Regions from separate parts of the Mus musculus genome. Here region 1 is linked to region 2. The links are chromatin contacts, called in public HiChIP or PLAC-seq maps. All regions are on one chromosome and are shown on one strand. Each heading gives the region's core, a stretch centred on a gene start, on an enhancer-like site or on the middle of the called end of the contact. The rest is flanking DNA. Distances are from core to core; before and after follow the strand shown.

Region 1 (4,510 bases), core at 1,248-3,747, 1.4 Mb after region 2:
GCTTGGCACTAGCAGAGAGGGAGAAAGGAAAGGCCTGGAACTGGGCTGTACAAAACAACAGCTTCAGGCTGCACAGATGACTCAGGGGACGGGAACACTGGGCATTCTTGCAGACAACCTACATGGTAGGCACAGGCATGCATCACTCCAGTCCCAAAGGATCTGGTGCTCTCTCCTGACTTCCGGGAACAGTGGGTTTGTACGTGGTACACATATATCCTTGCAGGCAAAATATTCATACGCTTCAAAATTCAACTTAAGTTTTAGATATGCAGTCACACGTTGTCTGTTTAAGGTTCATGGGAATTATAATTTCAACTGATTGGGTTCATTCATTTGTTTAAATTTAAATTTTAAAAGTTATATTAGGGCTGGTGAAATGACTAAGTAGATAGAGTACTTGCCACAGAGTCATGAGGACCTCAGTTTGATCCAGGCACCTGCACAAAAGCCAAGTGCAATGACAGTGCCTGCAATCCTGGCACTGAGGGAAGAGACAGGCACATACTCCTGTCTCTATGGTCAGCTTCTCTAGTCAGTCAGCAAGCTCCCTAGGTTAAAGAAGAAAGCCTGTCCCAAAAAGCAACATGGAGTGTTGTTGAGAACAACCTTATATTCACCGCTGGCCTCTACATGTGCATGTGTGTACGAATATGATATGCATGAGTGTGAATGTACATGCATGTGCAAGCATACATGTGTGAACACACACAGAGACAGACAGACAGACAGAACTGGGCACGGTAGCAGAAACCTGAATTCCCAGCACTTGAAAGATACAGACAGGTGTCCAAACCCACCTCCAACTACATAACAAGTTAGATGCCAGCCTGGGCTACAGGAGACCCCATCAACAGCAACAATAGTAATAGAAATAAAATCTGAGAGTCGGGCATAGTGGTGCCTATCATCCCACCACTGGGGAGGTCGAGGCAAGAAGATCATGAATTTGAGGACAGTAAGATCCTGTCTCAGCAAAAAGAGAGATGACTCAGCTTTCCAGTTTCAGGATGCAGATGTAAACCATCCCGCCCATCATTAGTGGGCTTAACTATGTTGATTGGGAAGATACAAAGGACAGAGAATGAAATCTGCACTCTGGGACTTCCATCTCAGCTGAAGGCCAACTCCGCCTCCTGCTCCTGCTCAGAGCTTAGCCTTGGCAGTAATCTATCACACCATCTCTCCACTCAAACCTCAGCTGAGCCACTCAGTAGCTTAGTTCTAGGTCTTCATAATCAAAAAGGCCCCAAGGAAGATGTGTCTCCTGACAGAAACTAATGGGAAATTTTCATGAACACTGCAATTTATCAAGTGGTTGCAAGGTATATCTCAGCTCTATAAGTACATGTTCTTATTTAGTATTTTTAGGAACCTGGTTATATGGACTTTTTTAGTATGTTTGACAGACAAGGGAACCAAGAGAGCAAAGCTAAGCGAGTTATCTAAGGTCAAGTTATCCAGAGCTGGTGGCTGGTCAGGTAGACAAATGACCTTCAGCTTTCTATGACTGATGTGTGGGAACATGGTACTGATCTGGGAAGGGGATATCCCACACCCTCTTCTGCTATACATTAGGTGTCAACTCAAATATGAAACTTCTTCAGGGATCTCTCTGGCTTCTGGAACGCCTTCTATGAGCTGGTTTGGCTCTGCTTGGTCATTTTTCTCCTCTTTGATGAGGAAGTTTGAGAGGCCATAACGCTCTCAGCTCAGGCTGGCCTTGCTTAGAGACACCCCTCTCGTTTGAACTTTATGCCCCCTGAACTCAGGGTCCTGCCAGCAAAATTCCCTCATGGTAGAACTTTGGTTAGAGAGCCTAAGTCATGTGCTCATTGGCACTGGAGGCCAAGTCTGTGTGGGTGTTGGGGGGCAGGGAGTCTCAGCCCATACTTCTCTGCTGAACTTCCCTTCCCTCTTTGGCTTGGCAGCAGCTTTTAAGGACATGAGACCAATCCAAGAATTCCTTGTCAACATCACTCCTTTCACCGGAACCACAAATTCATTCCAGTGGGACCCAGCTTTACCTCCGGGCAGACATCAGAAACAACTCCTCTTTACTTCAAAACTGCCACCCTCTCCTGAGAGCCACCCACTTCCACACCTCTTTCTCCCTGCTGAGGAAGAAAATAAGGGCCGGGCTGTCGGAAGTATGGTTGGCAGAGGAGGCCCCAGTCCTGCCAGGCTGTGGGGGGTTCTTCACACCCAGCTGTTGATTTTGCCTTTCTTGTGGTTCCAAGGCTCCTTCCTGCCTCCTTTCTTCTTCCAGAACCAGCTGGATGAGTAGGTGTGGCCTTCCCCAACCGGATCCCTGAGCCACAGTTGCCCTGTGCTGGCGTTCAGGGAAAGGACCATTTTGCAAAAGTGTCTGTTGCATCCCAAACGCTCTTCCTGCCTGTGAGCAAAGCCCACGAGGCATCTGCAGCCTCTGGGGCTCTTCTCACTTCTTGGCTGCTTCAACGGCGGAGGAAACCAGCAGGGGGTCAGAATGAAGGAGGCAGGAAGAAAGTGATCAGCTCTTAGCTGACATTAAAAGCGGAACCTACCAGGAGAGCAGTGATGGTTACCACACTCGGGGATCACTGAATGAGAAGAGGAAAGCCAAGGCGGATCGGCACCCTTCCCTTTGCTCTGCCGGCTTGGCTTCAGAGCACCCCCTTTCCTCCAGGAAGATCTTGATATGAGATGCTTCCTCTTCGGTGTCCTCAAACACCTTGTAGCTCTCTTTGGTGGTTCTAACCATCTCAAAAATGCCTCACTTCTCCCTTTTCTTCCTACTGATATTCTTTTGCCTACTCTTGTTTCTCAAACCCACAGCGCATGTACATGTGGATGCTAAGCCAGACCCGAGCCTAAATGATACCAAACTTCATCTTGAAATACCAATGGGGACGAGAGGGCAGCAGGATTATTGCCGCACAGAACAAATCTGAGGCTCCAAGCCAAGGACAGATTGTGGTTAGGAGTGAGTCCTGAGCGTGGACCCAGACTCAGCACACATGAGCTGTGTGTGCCTGGGCGAGTTCCATCTGCCCATGTTTCTGTCTCCTCACTATAAACAGGGTGACTCAGTCGCTCCCTTTTAGTATTTGTGAGAAATAGGTGAGTTAACACAGGCTAACGATCCGTTATCCAATATGCTTGAACCAGAAGGGAGTTGAGAGTTTCCAGAATCGACAATACCTGCAAAGATTATAAATGTTGAACATCCCTTACCTAAAACCCATTAAATCTGAATTGTTATAAATCCAAAAGGTTTTTGGGTGTCATGTCTATACTAAAACCTTTGAATTGTGAGCATTATTATTCCTACATATTTCATCTTACTGGCTTCCTTCCTTGATGCTAGGCCCAGTCTTGTCTCAAGGCCTGATATATCTTTGTCCCTTGGCTGGCCTACATTTCCCCGATCAGCCCACGTGGTTTTTGCTCACCTTCATTTAGGTCTTCACTAAACTGCTGTTTCCTTCCCTCCAGACCCTTACCCATTTCAGGATTCATCTCAAAGCATGGATACAGCATGGGTCTGTCCCTTTACTAAGTTTTGTTTGTCACCTTTAAATATCACCTGCATGAAAATGAGGACCTTGTTTTGTACCTGTATCATTCCTAGTGCCTAGTAAAATGTCTCCCATGTAATAGATGTGTAAATGAAGGGATGCTTAGATAGATGGCTCCACAGATCTCTTAGGGGAAGGCTTCTGGGCCCATTTCCAGCAGCCTTCCATTCCTCAAACCCCGTGTCACACTCCGTTAAGCGTACCCCCTCCTCCAACTCCTTCTCTATACCCAAGCTTGCCCTCTGGCCCTTCCCTCTCCATTGACCCAGTTTGACACAGCCATTCCCAGTCTCTGGGGGCTTCTGGCATGAGCAATTTGGGATTTGCTGACTATTCCAGAAAGATCAGCTGTCCCCGTGTCAGCTGTTGAGGGGACACAGTGAGCAAGACAGACACACGGGCAAGCAGCAGAAACAGATGGTCACATCCACACTGGAGTCAGGTCACAGAAGCCTGGGGAGGGTGAGGGCACAGAGGAGGAGGGTCTGCTACCCACATGACAAACAAAACCGCAGCTAGACCCTTTCCAAAACCACATCTTACATAAGGCATGCAGGGATGACACATGGGTGAGCTGTTGGATTTATCCTAGGTTGAAAAAGTACCTGGAGAGTCACAGTCTTGTGAAACAACAGTGTCAGCCCAGGAGCTCCAATGCTATATCATCATCAGAAAGGTATTTTCAAAGCCCCGGGGAGCGGTGAGATTAGTTGTGAAAAGAACACCTGAACTTTCAAGGGTAAATTTGGTTTCCAGATGCTGTGGCCCCAGAACAGGATTTTAAACAGCTGCCTCTCCAATCCCTGAGCCGGAACCGGCTCATCTGCCTCAATCAATGGTTAGCCGCATAGTTTACCATTCCAGAAGACCTTCATTCTTTGGTGTGATCTGAAAATATTTTTTCAGAAAGAGAATGTTGTAGGTTGTAACTCCCCCAAACCTCACCTGTT
Region 2 (4,957 bases), core at 2,099-4,598:
GGTCACTAGCATTAAATTTGTAATTGAATGTGACTGGTATTTTATAATGAGTGCTGTAGACTATTATATTGCCAACCAAATATTCTAAGTTTTGCCTCAAAAGTAGAAGTTAATTTACTAAAGAAAAGGCTTCTGGGTGCTTCTTCTGTGTAATGATGCTAATGGGATCCCTTGAATTTTACTTGTATTTATGCACCTGATAAATTACATAGACCTTCAAAGATGAAATGCTTAGAACCCTTTAGCAAGCTGGTAGGTTCTAAACCAGAATTGGTGGTAGTGCATTTTCTGTGTTTATACTCATAGTTGTACCCTGGTAATTTTCTTTATGCAGAGATGCACATCCTAACACTCTCTACTCTAAGCAGTGTCTCCTAATATTATGAAAAAGTAGTAGACATTAGTCACTTAAGGAGTTGCTGATAGTCTCCTGCTACAAGACTACACTTCATAGCTTTTCTTAAATTTGGAGGCAAGGTTCCAAAGGGAAGGACTGTGGAAGGAAATGTGCTGCAATCATATTCACCCCTATAAAGGGTCCCAGCCATCATTCCCACAGATTTTCTCAGCTACACATGTTGGGGGGGGGGGGGGCTTATGTCCCCTTGCTGTGAATAAACATGATACTGACTGCTTAATATCAGACACCTCTAAATTTCTGCCTTCTCTCTCTTGAAGCCACCAAGGAAATCTAACACTACACCTATACACAGCAAAATACATACCTTTCAAGGTAGTTTTGAGTATTTGCCCTTATGGTCTACTTTCCTTTAAAGATTTATAACTGTTGCCTGCTAACATTCTGCAGAAATATAACTTCTGACAAAAAAAAGTCTGATCAATGTTTTTGAGATGCCAGAATATTACCCAGGGGACCAGTAAGCTAAAACTCACATTTATATTCCCTAAGAGCTACTACTTCTAAAATTCTTTTTTGATTAAAATTGACCAAAAGAGTTTTATTGCTTCTGAGGCCTTAGCTTCTATTGCTAATTCCACTCCTCCCCCAGTGTGGGAAAGGATCAGAGCAATTGAGACAGGTATCATCCAAGAAAAGGGAAACAATGCAGAACAGAGAAGGTCAGTTGCCAGCAACTTAATGCTCATCAGCAAGAAGAGAATTTGTAAGAAACAAAATCAAGTCAATTGGGCATGCTAGAAATTGCCTTTAAGGTCGAAGCAGGAGGAGCATAAGCTTGAGGCTAGTATATTCTATAGCAAGACAAAATGGAATCCCTAATACCAGCCTCCTCTTCCCCTCCTCCTCCTCCTCCTCCTCCTCCTCCTCCTCCTCCTCCTCCTCCTTCTTTTTGGTTTTTCAAGACAGGGTTTCTCTGTATAGCCCTGGCTGTCCTGGAACTCACTTTGTAGACCAGGCTGGCCTTGAACTCAGAAATCCACCTGCCTCTGCCTCCCAAGTGCTGGGATTAAAGGTGTGCACCACCACGCCCAGCTGAGAAAAGCTTCTTATCTATGGTGCTAGCTAGATGTCTTCTGACATTGGCTTCTACTTGTGTTCTTTTTTATATTCCTTTGATGATATTGATTTCAGACACAGGTATATTTCACCTCAAGAGTGAGATCAATAACTGAGAATGTGAAAGTGTAATCACTTGGACAGAAGTGAAGATATCCTAAGGAGAGCGACTTGTGTCCCTTCCTTGGTCTATCTGCTGTTCAACTCATGGTTCCCATTGGAATTTCCTCAGGAATCTCAGCCTTGAGCTTTTCTAGTTGCCAGCCTGAGGAGGAACTGTTTCAGGAAAGATTCCCCAGAGACAATCCTGATGGGTATGACCGCACTTCCACCAGTACTGCCCCTATTTGCTACTGCTTAGTAATATATGCAACTCTCGCCCTCTATTTAAGTGTAAACCGATAGAGAAGAAAATGCGAAGTTTCCCAGAACCATTTGTTTATCCTCCCAATGTGTTCAACTGTAATCCAGACAGATCCAGCCACCTGATTTTTGACATGGTTGTCCAAAATATACATCAGAGAAAAAGATAACCCCTTTAAAAAGAATGCTTGGAAAACTGGAGGTACACAAGTAGAATGAAACTAGGTTCCTGTCTCGTCCCCTGTACAAACTCCAAAGGGATCACTGAGTAAAAATATTTTATTAATGTATTTATTTTTTGTGCATCTCTGTGTGTGCACATGTGTGTGTGAGTGTGTGTGGTGTGTGTGTGTGTGTGTGTGTGTGTGTGTGTGTGTGTGTGTGTGTGTGTGTGAGAGAGAGAGAGAGAGAGAGAGAGAGAGAGAGAGAGAGAGACTGATCATGTGTGGAGGTCACAGGATATCCCTCAGGAGTACTCTCCTTCTACCAGGTGGTTTCTGAGGATTGAAGTTAGGTCACCAGCTTACTGGAAGGACTTTTATCCACTGAGCCATATTTCTTGACCATGAATAAAATATCTTAATGTAAGACCTGAAAGTCTGAAACTGTTAAAAACAAACAAACAAACAAAAAACAATGTAAAGAAAATTCTTCAAGGTCTAGGCACAGACACACAATTCCTGGACAAGTCTCCAGGATGTAGGAACAATCATAAGAACTGACAAATGAAGCTTCACTAAATGAACGCTGCCTCACAGCAAAGGAAACTGTTAAGATGTGAACAAACAGATTTCAGAATGGGAGAGGAATCTTTGCTGACTGTAGATCTGTCAGAGGACAGATGCGCTTTTACAAGGATTTGTTACTGTTTTAATTGGGCTGTACTTACAGAATGCCAACTACAATAACTCTGCTCTTCTAAACAAAAGCAGTGCTTAGAAGCAATTAACATTAAATAGCACTAAAATTTACATTTAAAACCTTGGTTTAGTTTAGTTGGGTTTTGTTGTTTTGTTTTGACATGGGTGGTAGAGATAGGTCTCATTATAGCCTAGAGTAGCATCAAATGCTGTATGTTGCAGAGAGTGGCTTTGAACTCCTAATCACCCTGCCTCTCTTCTGAGAATTGGGATAGCAGATTTATGCCAGCACCCCTAGCTTGAATTAAAAAGCCAACCATAACACACCCAAATTCTGAGACGTCAGCTTGTCCTACTTGCCGTCTACATGGGTGGGATATCAACATTTGATCAGCCATTTGGCCATCTGTAAATTGTTAAAAGTCCAGCAGTTGAGCTTCTGCGGAACTGGTGATTGGGGCTGTTTTTTAGCCACTGAACAATGGCTCTTGGCTCCGTACCCACGTTCCTTAAAGGGATAAAGGCCAGAACCGGCACCTTACAGACTCAGACAAAGATTCTGAAAGTAAAAGTCTTGATTTATGACTCCGTGGTCAGGAAAGAGGTGCATCTGACACAGAGAGAGTCCTTTCAAAGGGAAATAAAAGGGGAAGGGAGGCAGGAAGCAGAGCAGAGAGAAGCCTTGAAGGACTCACACAACTGCTGCTTAATTAGCATAAGAGAAACACGAGTTGGCAAGGAGGAAGGTCAGTGCGCAGTCTGAGTTGAGAGCAGCTTGAGCCCTCACTGCGCCAGACAAGAGAGATCTTCAAGAGCAAAGAGACTCCAGACACTTAAGATAGCTTTGACGTTTGGCTTTTAGTGTTCTCAAAAGAGACCAAACAAAGACAGTATACAACAACCTGGGGTAAACCCCATAACCTTAGCTCTTAGGAACAGTTCACTTTGCTAAACAAGAGGATTCTGAAGGATAACCCTTGCCGTGGGAGCCAGAGCATTAGTACAGCTGTCTTCAGGAGAGTTCTAGAAAAACATACTTTTGCCTTCTTTGCTAGAAGGAATCATTTTAAAGAGGATGCCCCACTTTCTGTTAGAAGGACAGGATTTTAGCTACAATTGTTACAGCAAATTTGGGGTGGGGGTTGGGGGGAGGTCTGACCAGAATCACCGCGTGACAGCAAGGAAGTTTTGCATTGTGCAAGTATACCTTGCCTTTCTACAATAGAGCTCTAAAAACCATAGACTGTTTCTGATCATCAAGGCCTGCCATGCTTGAGCGATGGGATAGGCTTTCTCCTAAAGAGCCGAGTCTAATCTCCCGCAAGAAGGTCATCCTGTGCTCCAGCCACAGACCTGACCAAGGACTCTTGCCTGTGTGGGAATCATCCAGAGCTGCCTCTCCCCCGCCCTCTCCTCCTTTCATCCTCCAGGGCCTCTATTCTGTTCTCAGCTCCTCTGCCCTATCCAGTATGGGATGCTGGAGGCTGAGGACCTTGTACCTGGGGCTGCCCCTTGTCCACCACCCTCCGTGTGGGGTCAGTGGCTTAACACAGCAAGATGCCCATCCTGGGCCGTGTGGAAAGCCTGTGCAGTCCTTCCTTGTCCGCCTGCCCGCCCAGAGCACCGGAACTCTGGCAGGATTCATCTTCTCTCCCACTCCCCTCTTTCCACCACACCCACGGCCCCGCAATGCATCACTAACCATTTATCTCATATGCACTAAGAATTCTTTCTATGTCAACATATTATTATTATTACTATTACTATTTTTATTATACTCCCCCCATTGAAAAATGGATTTTTTTTCTTGAATAATCTATCTTGGTTTCCCCTGTCTCTACTCCTCCCAGCTTCTCCCACCTACCTTCCCATCCAGGCACACTGCTTTTGTGTCTCTCATTAGGACAAATAGACTTCTATGGAATAGTAAAAAATAAAATGAAACAAAAACTAACACATTAGAATTGTATTTTAAAAAGGAAAAAAGGGCTGGTGAGATGGCTCAGTGGGTAAGAGCACCTGACTGCTCTTCCGAAGGTCCGGAGTTCAAATCCCAGCAACCACATGGTGGCTCACAACCATCCGTAACGAGATCTGACTCCCTCTTCTGGAGTGTCTGAAGACAGCTACAGTGTACTTACATATAAATAAATAAATCTTAAAAAAAAAAGAAAAAAAAAAAAGAGAAGGCACACACTTAGGAATCTCATACATTGGAAAATCATACATTCATATATACGGTAAAAGGAAAGAAGAT

The links. HiChIP or PLAC-seq counts read pairs in DNA pulled down with a chosen protein or histone mark.
Region 1: an H3K27ac HiChIP or PLAC-seq map of embryonic stem cells shows a contact between it and region 2, with 6 times the contacts expected there. The contact joins two enhancer-like sites. A contact is called at or near these places in 2 of 39 promoter capture datasets (3T3-L1-derived adipocytes and stem cell-derived epiblast-like cells), 1 of 115 datasets of contacts at active chromatin or transcription factors (embryonic stem cells) and 1 of 9 other capture datasets (liver).

What each region holds. Positions count from the first base shown.
Region 1 is chr6:67,126,849-67,131,358 of GRCm38.p6, forward strand. No RefSeq gene overlaps it. Among named protein-coding and RNA genes, the nearest start is that of A430010J10Rik, 29 kb to the right of the region's middle. Within about 2 kb of position 2,498, at least 79 of the 459 cell types and tissues checked have an H3K27ac peak or open chromatin away from gene starts, as enhancers often do. A contact at or near this core is called in embryonic stem cells, where this site is marked.
Region 2 is chr6:65,761,918-65,766,874 of GRCm38.p6, forward strand. No RefSeq gene overlaps it. Among named protein-coding and RNA genes, the nearest start is that of Prdm5, 15 kb to the right of the region's middle. Within about 2 kb of position 3,349, at least 82 of the 459 cell types and tissues checked have an H3K27ac peak or open chromatin away from gene starts, as enhancers often do. A contact at or near this core is called in embryonic stem cells, where this site is marked.